2 separate regions of the Zea mays genome follow, and region 2 is linked to region 1. A link is a contact called in public Hi-C data. All regions are on one chromosome and are shown on one strand. Each heading gives the region's core, a stretch centred on a gene start, on an enhancer-like site or on the middle of the called end of the contact. The rest is flanking DNA. Distances are from core to core; before and after follow the strand shown. Region 1 holds the start of LOC100280943 (50S ribosomal protein L4-like). Region 2 holds the start of LOC100275981.

What was found. Hi-C and Micro-C count contacts between places; a contact is called where the count stands out from the background.
Region 2: a contact with region 1 is called in a Hi-C map of leaf, with 2.8 times the contacts expected there. The contact joins the promoter of LOC100275981 here to the promoter of LOC100280943 in region 1. A contact is called at or near these places in 3 of 25 Hi-C or Micro-C datasets (leaf and tassel).

The regions. Positions count from the first base shown.
Region 1 is chr1:296,578,281-296,584,169 of Zm-B73-REFERENCE-NAM-5.0, reverse strand. LOC100280943 (50S ribosomal protein L4-like) reads left to right here and starts at 3,140. Exons shown (of 7, transcript NM_001374362.1): 1 at 3,140-3,307; 2 at 4,501-4,618; 3 at 4,903-5,051; 4 at 5,183-5,290; 5 at 5,397-5,516. The coding sequence starts at 3,197.
Region 2 is chr1:296,815,733-296,821,621 of Zm-B73-REFERENCE-NAM-5.0, reverse strand. It overlaps LOC100275981, which reads right to left and starts at 3,027. Exons shown (of 5, transcript NR_175401.1): 1 at 2,868-3,027; 2 at 2,652-2,768; 3 at 2,393-2,497; 4 at 2,194-2,278; 5 at 1,016-1,512.

The DNA of each region.
Region 1 (5,889 bases), core at 1,891-4,390:
GGAGCCTTTTCATTTTTGTTTTACTTTCCGTCTCTTTTATCAGCAGTTGAAAGGCGATCACTTATTCTCAATTTGGTGGAATCTCCTTTATCAGTAATTGATAGTTGAAAGGTGGTGACTTGTTTTCAATGTGGTGGAGATGCTTTAATGAGTAAAATGACCAAACTAGTAGAGAAGTTATCAATTCCGGCTGGTGCTGAGTACAGTAACCTGGCCGCTGAAAAGTTCAGTAGTGCATAGCCGAAACCCTTTTAGTACTGCAAGTCATGTACTAATTTTTTTTATTTATTTATCGCTGTTTAGTTTAAAAATAAATTAACGGTCAAATATTCGACAACAAAGGTATTACTAATAGTAGACAAGTGCTAAGCTAATACCGTCCATTGTCCCATAGCTGCACCGCCACGCTTTGCCCAACAATTTCCCAGATGCATCAATTTCGCAAGAAAAGGCAGAGGAAAAAAAATCGATAAGGTCAGGTCGTTCGGTACGTCTTGGATAGCTTCAGCTCCTTGTGACAAACACGGTAACGGAACGCTACGGATTTCCAGTTTTGCAGGTAGAGACTGAACTACTCCCTCCGTTTCATATTAGGCTTAACCGCTTAGGGCTTGTTCGTTTTGCTCTCAATCCATGTGGATTGAGTGGGATTGGATGGGTTTCAATCCCAAACAAGTCAAAATCGTTCACAATTTTTTCCAATCCCATCCAATCCACGTGGGATAGGAATAACCGAACAAGCCCTTAAGCGGAGGATCCATCCATCTCCATCATGATGGAAGCTGGTTGGGCAGGGCAGCAAAGACGATAACCGTCGGGTTGAGGCCACCGACGGCGTAGAAGTGTCCATTTGGTTAAGCAAGCGTTGTACTCTAGAGTCTAGAGGACGCAACACCATTGACGAGCCGAGCCGAGGACCCTATCCCTATCGATCGACGTCGTCCATGCATGATGACTGCGGCCTTGAGCCCTTGGCAACGACGCGGCCCCAGCTCGCGTCTTCGGGAGTCTGGCTGGCGGGTGACGGCGATAGTACAGTGAACCCATACATCGACGCCTCGTCGGGTTCAAGACCTACTACTTCAGCGGCGCTAGCGCTGCTTCCGATTGTGGTGTGCATCCTTGGCGGCGAGCGCCGACAAGCTAATTTGAGTGTAGGGGTGGAAATTTGGCTCGGCCTCGGTGAGCTTCGTCTCGAACCGAGCCAGCTAGCGAGCCAAAATTAGCCCGAGCCGAGTTGTTTCTTCGGCTCGTCAGAACTGCGAGAACTGAGCTAACAACGTCAAATATACTATTATACTATATTATTATTATTATGTTTTGAACTATTTTATTAAATTTCTTGAATTTGATACGTGATACACTTATATTGTAGTCTAAAAAAATATTATACATAATTTTTTATTTTATATATAATAAAAAATATATAATTTATACTCTAAACATGATTTAGTGTGAGTCTCGCGAGCCGTTACCGAGCCGATTCTCTCAGTCAAGCTGCAACATAACCGAGCCGAGCCTAGCTCGCCTCGTAGCTGCACCAAGCCGCGTCGGGCTCGGCTCAGCTCGTTTCCATCCCTATTTGAGTTTATTGCTGCCGCCGTCTTAAACCTTCCGTCCCTTCCTTGTTCGTAGGGCACAAAACGAACTAAATTTTTGCCATTCTAGCAATGTTCTTGTAAAGCTTTTCCATAGTTGCATTGACAGCAGGTTCTTCGGAACATATATCATGTCCAAGTTTTTCATAATAAAGTTATCTCCAGCAGCTTTTAGGACATGTACAATATAGATACCACGGCACGGTCCTCCAAGTATAAAACACACCTAAGACACAGTTCAGTACAAAAAGACATATCTAAAATCTTACATCTTAATTAATGTTTCAAATTCATCGTATTAAATGGTGACTGATCCATTGTGCACTTGTATACACTGCAGGTTCACACCGTTGTTTTCTGACTTTATACTGCTGTTCAGAGTAGCGCATTGCTGAACAAACTGAACCTCCGAACCTCAAACTGAATTACTCACTTTGCTGAATAAACTGATGAGGATCTAGACAACAGTTTCAGAATGCTACAGTATTTTCAGAGTAGCGCTTGAGATGCAGATATGGTAAAATCAAAGGGGTGAACTAGAGAAGTTGCTTTGGCATGTTGTGGGAAAAGAAATGATGTTACAGTTCACATTCAGGTGCAGAAAATTAAGGTAACGAGAGAGCCCAGAGGTCTGCAGAGGGCAGAGGCTGATGAAAATGCATCAGAGGAGAGTGAAAATGCATTCAGACACAGATAATAATTAAAACCAATAATTAGATGTATCACATAGAGGTTTCAACATAAATGTATCACATAGCTGATAAATTTTGCAATATGAAATATACATATATGATTGATCTAATGTCCATCGTATCGTTGCCATACTTCACTAATCAGAGGATAGTGAAGTGTGTGCCGGCGGGGGAGGGGGTTCGGGAGGGGATGTTGTTGCCAGCAGCAAGGGGAACGTGAATGGGGAATCTCGCGGTGGGGGAGGGCATCTGGAAGAGAGGGGTAACGGCAGTTGGACGTGGAGCCGGAAGGGATGGCGGCGGCGACGGCCGGGTGACGAACGGGAGAACCTGTTTTTTTTTATTCATGGCAAAACGGATGGATGAGACTAGTGATGCAAAAGTGATGACCAAACAGATGAACGGGAGCACCGAATGCCGAAGAGACGACCAGCGTTGTACAACGAAGCGACAACATCGTATCTTTGCCTCGAGCCATGCGCGAGGAACGGTGGCTTCGCCAAGGATCGAGTCTTCGGAAATTTTACAGTTACCTCCCTAGACACGGTATAAGACACGCCGTGTTAAACAACGCTGTACATACCCTTATATTTCATCTTCTACTCCAAACTCTATGGTGTAAACGGTGCTGCAACAACGACGTAACGTAATGGCATAGACCTAGACCGGCAGCTATCGGCCCACCCATCTCGACCGAGCGGTCCTACATGAACATGTGGCGCCGCGGCCCGGGAGCAGGCCGTAGTCTGTGTGGGCTTGAGCGCGTGCTGTTGCTGAAAGGCCCAAGCGAACAAGCAAAAGGGAGGGACAGCCCACGCGGATCGGTGTGCGTGGCTCCGCGCTCCCTTCCGCCGCCAGTCCGCCGGCTCAACTCCAGCCGCCGCGTGCCCCTCCTCTCCCCACCCGATGCGGGCCCTCGCGCGCGCCGCGTCGCTGCTCCGCCGCGCCGCGGGGTCCGCGCCTACTACGGCGTCGCTGTACCATCCGCCGCGGAACGTAGGCCCTTGCCTCGTGAAGGTCTGGACCCCTCCCTCCTTCCCCATGTCCTCGGTGCGGCGTATCGCAAACCCACTCGACTGATTCGACAAAAGGGATTAACAAATCTAGGTGGTTCTAGAATCCAGAGGGATTCGGGTGGGCCGGAGCCGCGACTGTTTGTGGGCAAGTGTTAAGCAGCAGCTGCTCTTGCGTTCGGATGCTTGGTCTCTTGTAGAATGGGAAATGGGCCTGCTTCAGGCTGGAGTTGTGGTTTAGGTGCAGCATTGCTCATCCACTTGCCTGAATCCTGATTCGTAGGAAAAAAAAAGAGTATTCAAGCTTGATTGAAATCTAGTGGTTTAGCAAACATCTGATGATTTCACTCAACTGCAATTATGTTCACTCTTGAGGATTGTGCTAGTTTGCGTATTTACAAGGATCGCTCAATGCCAAGGCTTGTGATGGGAAGCGAAAGTATAGTCCCTTTTCAATCTAAGCACGCGCACACACACAGGTGTCAATTTTGTGTCTGGTGCCTTGCTTGAGAAACATCTAGCACATCCAGCTACGAATTTGCTACATTAGTTGTGGTAATAGGTGGCAATCCTGTTTTTCAGTTGAACATTAATCCAATTGCTTCTTCCATTCATTCCGTTACTTGTGCGGCTAGTCCTGTAAATTTGTCTGTTTACCTCATGCTGCATTCAGTTGCCATTCAACAAGGCCTTCGGGGACAAGATATTTTACATCTGGCTTTATTATCAAACTTTATATCTGAATATATCTTGGATTAGTGGATTACATGTGATGACAGATGCTTTACCTGCCCCCTAAAACTTGCTCTGCTCATTGTCTTTCTGTTCCTGTTTTTCCTTTTGCTTTGCTGAACCCAAACCTGTTTTATTTCGTTCTTGTTAACGGAAATGGCGACAGCCTTGCTTTGAAACATGCGCTGGAAAGCTACAACTATTACATCCTCCAATCTTCTGTAGTTTTTTTCATTAACTTATTTGACAGGAATGCATAAATCATATTTGTCCTGTTAGCATTTTGGGTATCAAGATTTCAACATAGAAGTTTTATTATATTTTTGCCAAGATCTAACTTGTTGCACCCAATCATCTGTTAAGAAATCTTTATCCTTTCTCTGTTTGAAAATGTGTTTTTTGTATATTTGATTGCACGTGAGTTCTGCATTGACCTTTTGTTTTAAATACTTGTTCCATTTCCAGAATCTGCCAGGTTTCTTTTTCAATGGGTATTCTACTCTTTTGGCTCCACCAAATGAAGTGTTGATTCCACCAGAACTCCTTTCTAGCAGGACTGTGTGGACACCAGATCGGGAGCTTGGTGAGTTCTCCCCTATGGACTAATTTCAAATCACCATTTTAGTGGATTTGTCTCAACACTAGTCTTCTGAATTTTCTTTTAACGACAAATGATATATCATATGACTTACCATTTTATCTTTTGCCAGCTAAAGCTTTGGTTACTGTTTCTTATCTAACCAGACCAAAATTCATGAATGAAACTTCACTTCTGCAGTATTGCAATTATTTATGAATAATGTTGATTTTATTTTGAATTAAGAATATGCTGGATTTTAATTCCTCTGGCTTGTTATAATATTGCAGGGCAGTATGAAGACCTGGTAGCTAGGGTCACAAACTTCCATAATGAGGACAAGGGCTTCATGGTTTTGGATGGCGATGTTTTTGATGTTCCAATTAGGAAGGACATTGTTCACCGAGTAGTAAGGTGGCAGCTTGCTAAAAGACAGCAGGTGCACCAATAGGATCACTTAATATTTTTTTACTTGGCCTTCACTTATGGAAATCTTGGACTGATGCATATCATCTTGACAAAATGACAGTTTTGTATTCTAATAAATTAGGCCCTTCTTTGTCTTTACAGGGGACACACTCAACTAAAACTATCAGTGAAGTTAGTGGCACTGGAAGAAAGCCTTACCCGCAAAAAGGAACCGGAAAAGCACGACATGGAACACTGCGCGGTGCCCAGGTTAGTTATTATATTTGCGTGAATAATATACATATATTCATATTGAGATTGCTTGAAACATACTACCCAGTTTGGAGTTCAGTCAACTAATTTATGAACATAACAGTTTCGTGGTGGTGCAACCATGCATGGGCCTAAACCTCGAAGCCATGCAATCAAGCTGCAGAAGAAAGTACGGCGGCTGGGGCTTAAGATTGCCTTGTCTGCTCGAACTGCTGAGGGGAAGGTATTTGCTACCTACTAAATTAATGTTTATGTGCTTTATGTGCTCATTTTTGGTTAATAAATGTTACTATATCTACGAAATTATTACTGGCAAATGAATTTCTATACTTAATCATAGTTTAATAGAGTGACCTTCGAAGAAACATGCTCACTACATGGGTTTTGTTTTACAATTTTTCACAAAATGACATTTTTATAAATGTTATAATTGAACTCATTTTTAATACCTTGACCTTCTAGGTCCGCCTTAGTCTTTAGGATGATAAGTTGATGACCAGATGTGTAGTTATCTTGTAAATAAGTATGAGCTGATAAGTGTCGATTAATGTCATATATTTGGTGCCCTGTGTCCTGTTGTTCCCATTGCATATTTA
Region 2 (5,889 bases), core at 1,778-4,277, 240 kb before region 1:
ATCGACACACGTTTCCTTCGTGCTCCTCTCGACATCACCTACACAGATGTCGTGGACGATCGACAGCGGGGGCCGCCGGGGGAGAGGAGACGTACGTTTCAGTGCGTCTCTCAGCAAGTCTTGGCAAACCACACGTACGTACAGATACAGGTGCTGATGATGAGAGCTACTACACTCTATCTCTATTGGAATTTGGAAGAGGTGGTTTACGTGACGATGTTTCCGCGCACGCCATCAGGAAGTGATCTCTCTCTCTCTCTCTCTCTCTCTCTCTCTCTCTCTCTCTCTCTCTCTCTCTCTCTTGACAGGCGCCCAACGGTCCATGTTAACTGTGATTGACTGGCACCCCACAATCGATCACGATCACATTCACATTCCCACGACACGCCGTCCACCTCAAAGCCGTTAGCAAAGTAACCAGCGTCTGTATTGTGTGGCCGGGATGGTTTCCACGCCGACGCAGGCGGGGGCAGCGGGTGATGGGGGGGCGTCGCTGTACTGGGCGGTTCGCGGTTGGCGCGCGAGCCGCGCCTCGTGCTCGTGGGGATCACTCGGCCTGTGCCTGCCTTCCTGGCGCCGGACTGCCCTCATGTCGGAGTCAGGCGAAGCCCGCGCCGGGCGCCGGTACGTGTTCTTTTCTCCTTCACTGCGCGCCTTCATGCCACCGGTTCTCGGCAACAGGCCCCGGCTGTCCGATCCCCCCACATCTTCCCTGGGACACGAGAAGAAGGGTATAGAAGACCGGAGGTTGCCATCGGCGCATTCAAGAGGCTCAGCAGAACCAATTCTTGCTCCACGGCTTCCGGCCACGGTGCCCTGGTAGAGTAGAGTAGAGTACTGATAGCGACGCCATATCTCGTGGATCTCGCGTAACGGTTTCCTCCAGATGCGGTTCGGCCGGCATGGGTTTCGTTTCATCGGAGATCGGAGCCAGCGCCTGCAACTGCAGGTGTCGTGGCCTCGTGTGTGTGTTGGGGGGGGGGGGGGGGGGGGGGAGCTGAGGGGGGATTTGCCGGTCCAAAGAGGCAAAGATGGAGACAAATTTTACAGCTCGGTCGCACGTGCAACTGACGGTGCCTTGCCTTGCCTATTATTATTATCACGGCACCTGAAACATGTGGAACCTAAAACAAACTAGGCCTCTCTCCCGACCGTTCCGTATCAAAAATATATATACCAACAGAGACTGAGGGTCCAGCACTTGCGCTCCGTGACTCCGTCGATACAGGACTGACGTGGACACGCGTACAGCACCGAACTCCAATGGTACAACAACCAAGCTTGAAACGTCAGGAATGGAGAAGATCGCTACAGTTGCCTGCATTGCATCATCTCTCGCGAGTCATGACATCTTAGCGGCATCACTTTCGCTCAGCTCCGTGCCTTCGCAGCTCAGAAGCTTGTGCAGCGGGAGAACGAGTGGTGCCAGTGCCGCCAGCACGATGCAGAGCAGCGCTGCAATCCCAGCCCACCAGGCAAAGTGTGGAATCCCGAGCATAAGCTCATCGCAAACTGCACGAAAAAAAAACAGATATCACCTGTCAGTGACATGATCGAGTGTGCCTCTTAGGCCGTTGCATCATAAATGCCTGGTAGAGCAGGGCAGGGCAGGGCAGGCGATAGAAGCTGGAGTAATATTTAACAGCTCCAGGTCCACAAGGATTAGACGCTTATTAGTGTTTGTTACACGGGAACAGTAAGAAACTCATGGCAAATGCATTGGAATACCCAAAACCCAACCATTCACTCACAAAGTATCCATTAGTAGGACCAATGACGGCATCCACAAAAAAAAAAGGCATTTGCATCAATGAATCAAGGAAGTCCAGAGTAAAATGCGTAGGAATTGTTAGTCAGTACTGTAGGATTAGGCTGAAGCTCAGCTTCTCAAACTGCATCAAGCGGTCAAGCCTATTAGGATTCCATGCGATCTTTCCAAAGCTGCCAGTTCCTAGATGAGCTGTGTATAGTAACAACCAATGAGTGTTGATGAACCAAGTTCGGAAACGCATGATGCTTGACGCTGCTCAACGGGCTGGTTCATCCCATGGTTTTGCACAGGAATGCCAAGAGCTTCACACAGCTCATACATAGACTTGGTAAAGTTTGTAACATGTTTGGCTAGTCTGATCTCTGATATCATAAAGGAGGACCGGAATGGATTAGAGAGAGAGAGAGAGACTACTACCGTACCAATGTTAAAAAGCGCAAGCTCCCTCTCTGGCACGTTTGGCTTCGCCACCACGCCCTCAGGTTCCACAGTGACAAGAACATAAACCTGAAACAGATCAATCACATAAAGCTGTTGCCTAACCGAGGAAAGGAATGCCATTAAGATTCCGCAGGCGACGGACAAATTCAGCTCAATGTCTGATCGGCATTCAACACTAACCGGGCTGCTGCTCTCAGCCTTGAAAATTATCTTCTCCGTGTTGAGCAGCCTCCTGTTCTTGCTGCCCCAGTCGTCCACAAGCCGAATGGAAAAGCTCGACGGTATCTACAGACAGACACAGGCACCGCCGTCAGAGACACGACGAGCATGCTGCGACGGTGAAACTAACTACAACCCCTGCACGGGAATTCGATGTTGTCATCACGGGAAGAAGGGCACTGATCGTACGGAGGCCGGGTAGGAGATCTTGACTTCGTACCACGCGGACGGGCGCAGCCCGTGGATCCTGTAGACCCGGCGGCCGTGGCGCAGCGGCATGGTCTCGGCCACGAGCTCCTCGCCGACGCTAAGCGCCCTCGCCGATTCGTCCCCCGCGCTGCACGGGGCTGTCGCCTGTCAGGAGGGAGCGGGAGCGGGAGTGGGGGGACAGGGAGGCCGGAGCGGATCAAGGCGGGGGAGGGGTGAGGAGGCGTACCTGCGCGCCGTGGAGGGGAGCAGCAGCAGGAGCGCCGGGACGAGGAAGAGCACGAGACGGGCGCGGCATAGCGACGCGAGCGGCCGCGGCGGAGACGGCATGTCCGGTGATGGTACGGTGCGACGACGGCCGTCGCAGATGAGCCGAAGAACGGCGAGATGCGTCGGGAGTGGAGGAGAGGTGGTCTTTGGAGGCTAGATGGGCCTTCAAAGTTCTTACGGGCCGGGCTGTTGATGGGTTACCGGCACCGGTTGTGGTTGGTGGGCCTATGCCTCTAACAATTTGTTAGGCCGTTTGGGCAGAATCTACTTGGACAAATTCTAGTATACCAAATCCAAGAAGCAGTGCAGCTAGTCTCTGTGTCTGTCACTCCGACAGGGGAGGGGAGTCTTGGGGTCGTTTCGTTTCCTCTCTTCTGGGCTGGCCACTCTCCACCGCAGTGTGCAGCGCAAGTTGCGCGTCTCTTTTTGCAGCCAAAAGAGGAAAGAAGAATAAAAAGGTCGTCGCTTCCTTTCCGGCGGTGCTGCCCCCGTAGGCGGCCACCGAGAGACACATAATGGGCTTTCGGCCGGCCGCGTTTGAATGTTTTTTTTTTGCTTTGCCGCAAAGGGATGCTTGGCTAGCAACTTGGCATGTCCCATGATCACAACGCACGCAATGCGACCACGAGACGCCGAGAGTAGTGAGTGGTACCAGATATTGAAGCAGCTCGTGTACGAAGAGAGTGGCGCAGTGCAGTAACGCTACACATTATTTTTCTCAGCTGGAACCTGTAGCAAAGCATCAGCCGAGTGCCCAAGTCGCCTCGTCCCCCCACGTTTCCGTTTCGTGCACGGCGCGCGCTCGGAGTCGGGGGCTCGGGGCTACGGACACGCAGGTTAGTGTTAGTTCCCTCCGATTGCAATTGCCGTGCTGCCTCCCCACCCCCACGGCCCCACCCCGACCTCCACGGCTCTGGACTGGCATCCACTTGGACTGGGAGTCGGGGACTGCAGCCGGACGAGGACGATTGATGGACTCAGCTGGTCCGGACAAATTGACCAATCGCCGTCGTTGCTCGTTGCAAGCCCTGGGCAGTTGGACAAATTTCAAGCCAGCTTGCTGATGAGCTTGATGGTGTCAGCCTCCGTCCGATGATTTTGAGAGCCTTGTAGTGTACACCTTTTTATGATATATATAAATATAAATAATATGTTAATTTTATCTGCAAAAACATAAACAAATACATTGATATATATTTAATTTCACATGTCTGATAATTATCGAGAAATAAAGTCGACCAAAATAACAATATAAAGAATTCTCATTTTTCCAACGAAAAATAATGAACTAATTTCTCTTAGGAAAATATGAATCTCTTGGTAGAATGGGGTTGCCAAACTAGCACTTATATATCTTAGAGGTAATATGATTACTTAATGAAGAATAGAACTCCATCACATCCATTTCTTATAAAAAGATACTTCTTTGTAACATCTAAGACTTAATCAGAAAAGCAAGTAATTATTTTATCAGAATTGAAAGTTTACAACTAAATATATAAGACGCTAGATAAATAAAGAAATGAAATGTTAAAGAATATGTATGAATATGTGTCGGTGTTTCGGACCCGGGGGGTCCTCAGCCGGACCGACTAGTGAATTTTAGTGTCGCGTGCCCCTGTCCTGATGGGTCGATGCAAGATGGAACACAAGCGATGGGATGAGGCTTATATTATCCTGCACCAGGGGGCGCTTGCAGTAGGGGTTACAAGCGTTACGGGAGAGCGAGAGCGAGAGAGAGTGAGAGTGAGAAGCGAGGGAGTGAGAAGGAGAGGGTACGGCCTTGAGGCGGGCCGTTTGGGGCTGCCTACACCGCGTCTCTCCTATTCTGGCTGCCTCCGCTCGTCCGCGTCGTGTGTTCGTACGTTGCACGTTCGTCTCCCGTCTCGCGTCCCCCCCCCCCCCGCGGGGCCCTGGACACCCCCTTTTATAGACACAAGGAGATGCCCAGCTGTACAATGGGGGTGTAGCTTGGAGCTAACGTGGCTGGCAGGGATGTGCCCTGAGCCCTGTACAGATAATAACGTGGCCGTCGGGGGAGCGCCTTGAGCCCTGTAGATGTACCGACGTGGTCGTCGGAGGAGTGCCTTAAGCCCTGTAGACGCATATCTGGCGGTGCGGCATGGATCTTGCTGACGTTTCCTTGCTTCCGTAGGGGGTTTGAGAGCACCCGACGTCATGGGCGCACGCGGGGAGCCATCATTACCTGTTACCGGAGTAACTTAGATGGGACACCGGTCTTGTTCCTTCGTAGCCTGAGGCGGCTAGCTAAGGGTAGGGCAATGATGGATCCCCTGTAGCGTAGCTGATACGAGGCCGAGGTCGGGCGAGGCGGCGACTCCTCCGAGGCCGTGGCTGAGGCCGAGGCCTAGGGTCGGGCGAGGCGGAGACCTTCTCCCGAGGCCGAGGTTGAGGCCGAGGCCCAGGGTCGGGCGAGGCGGAGACCTTCTCCCGAGGCCAAGGTTGAGGCCGAGGCCGGGGTCGGGTGAGACGGAGCTCCCGGTTGCGCCCGAGGCCGAACTCGAGGGAGGTCGTGACTTGCCGTTGTCAGCCTTTCCCTGGTGGCTCGCAGTTGCCGGAGCGGGGTGAACAGCGCTGTTTTCCTGTCAGAACGGTCAGTAAAGGGGGCGAAGTGACTGCGGTCACTTCGACCTTGCCGACTGAGGCACGCGTGTCAGGATAAGGTGTCAGGCGATCCCCGCATTAAATGCGCATGCGATACGGTCGGTTGGTAAGGCGATTCAGACGAGGTCGCTGCACGACAAAGTCTGCCCGAGCTGTGCTTCGGGCGAGCCGAGGGTGCGTCTGCTGACTGAGGGGACCCTCGGGCGAGGCGTGAATTTGTTCGAGACTACTGCCCTTGCCCGAGGCTGGGCTCGGATGAGGTCGCGTCCCTCGATAGACGAAGCTCGCGCTTTATCGACCGTTTATGGTTTGTTCTGAAGATGTTTTCCAGCTGGATTAAGGTGCATTGGGGGTAC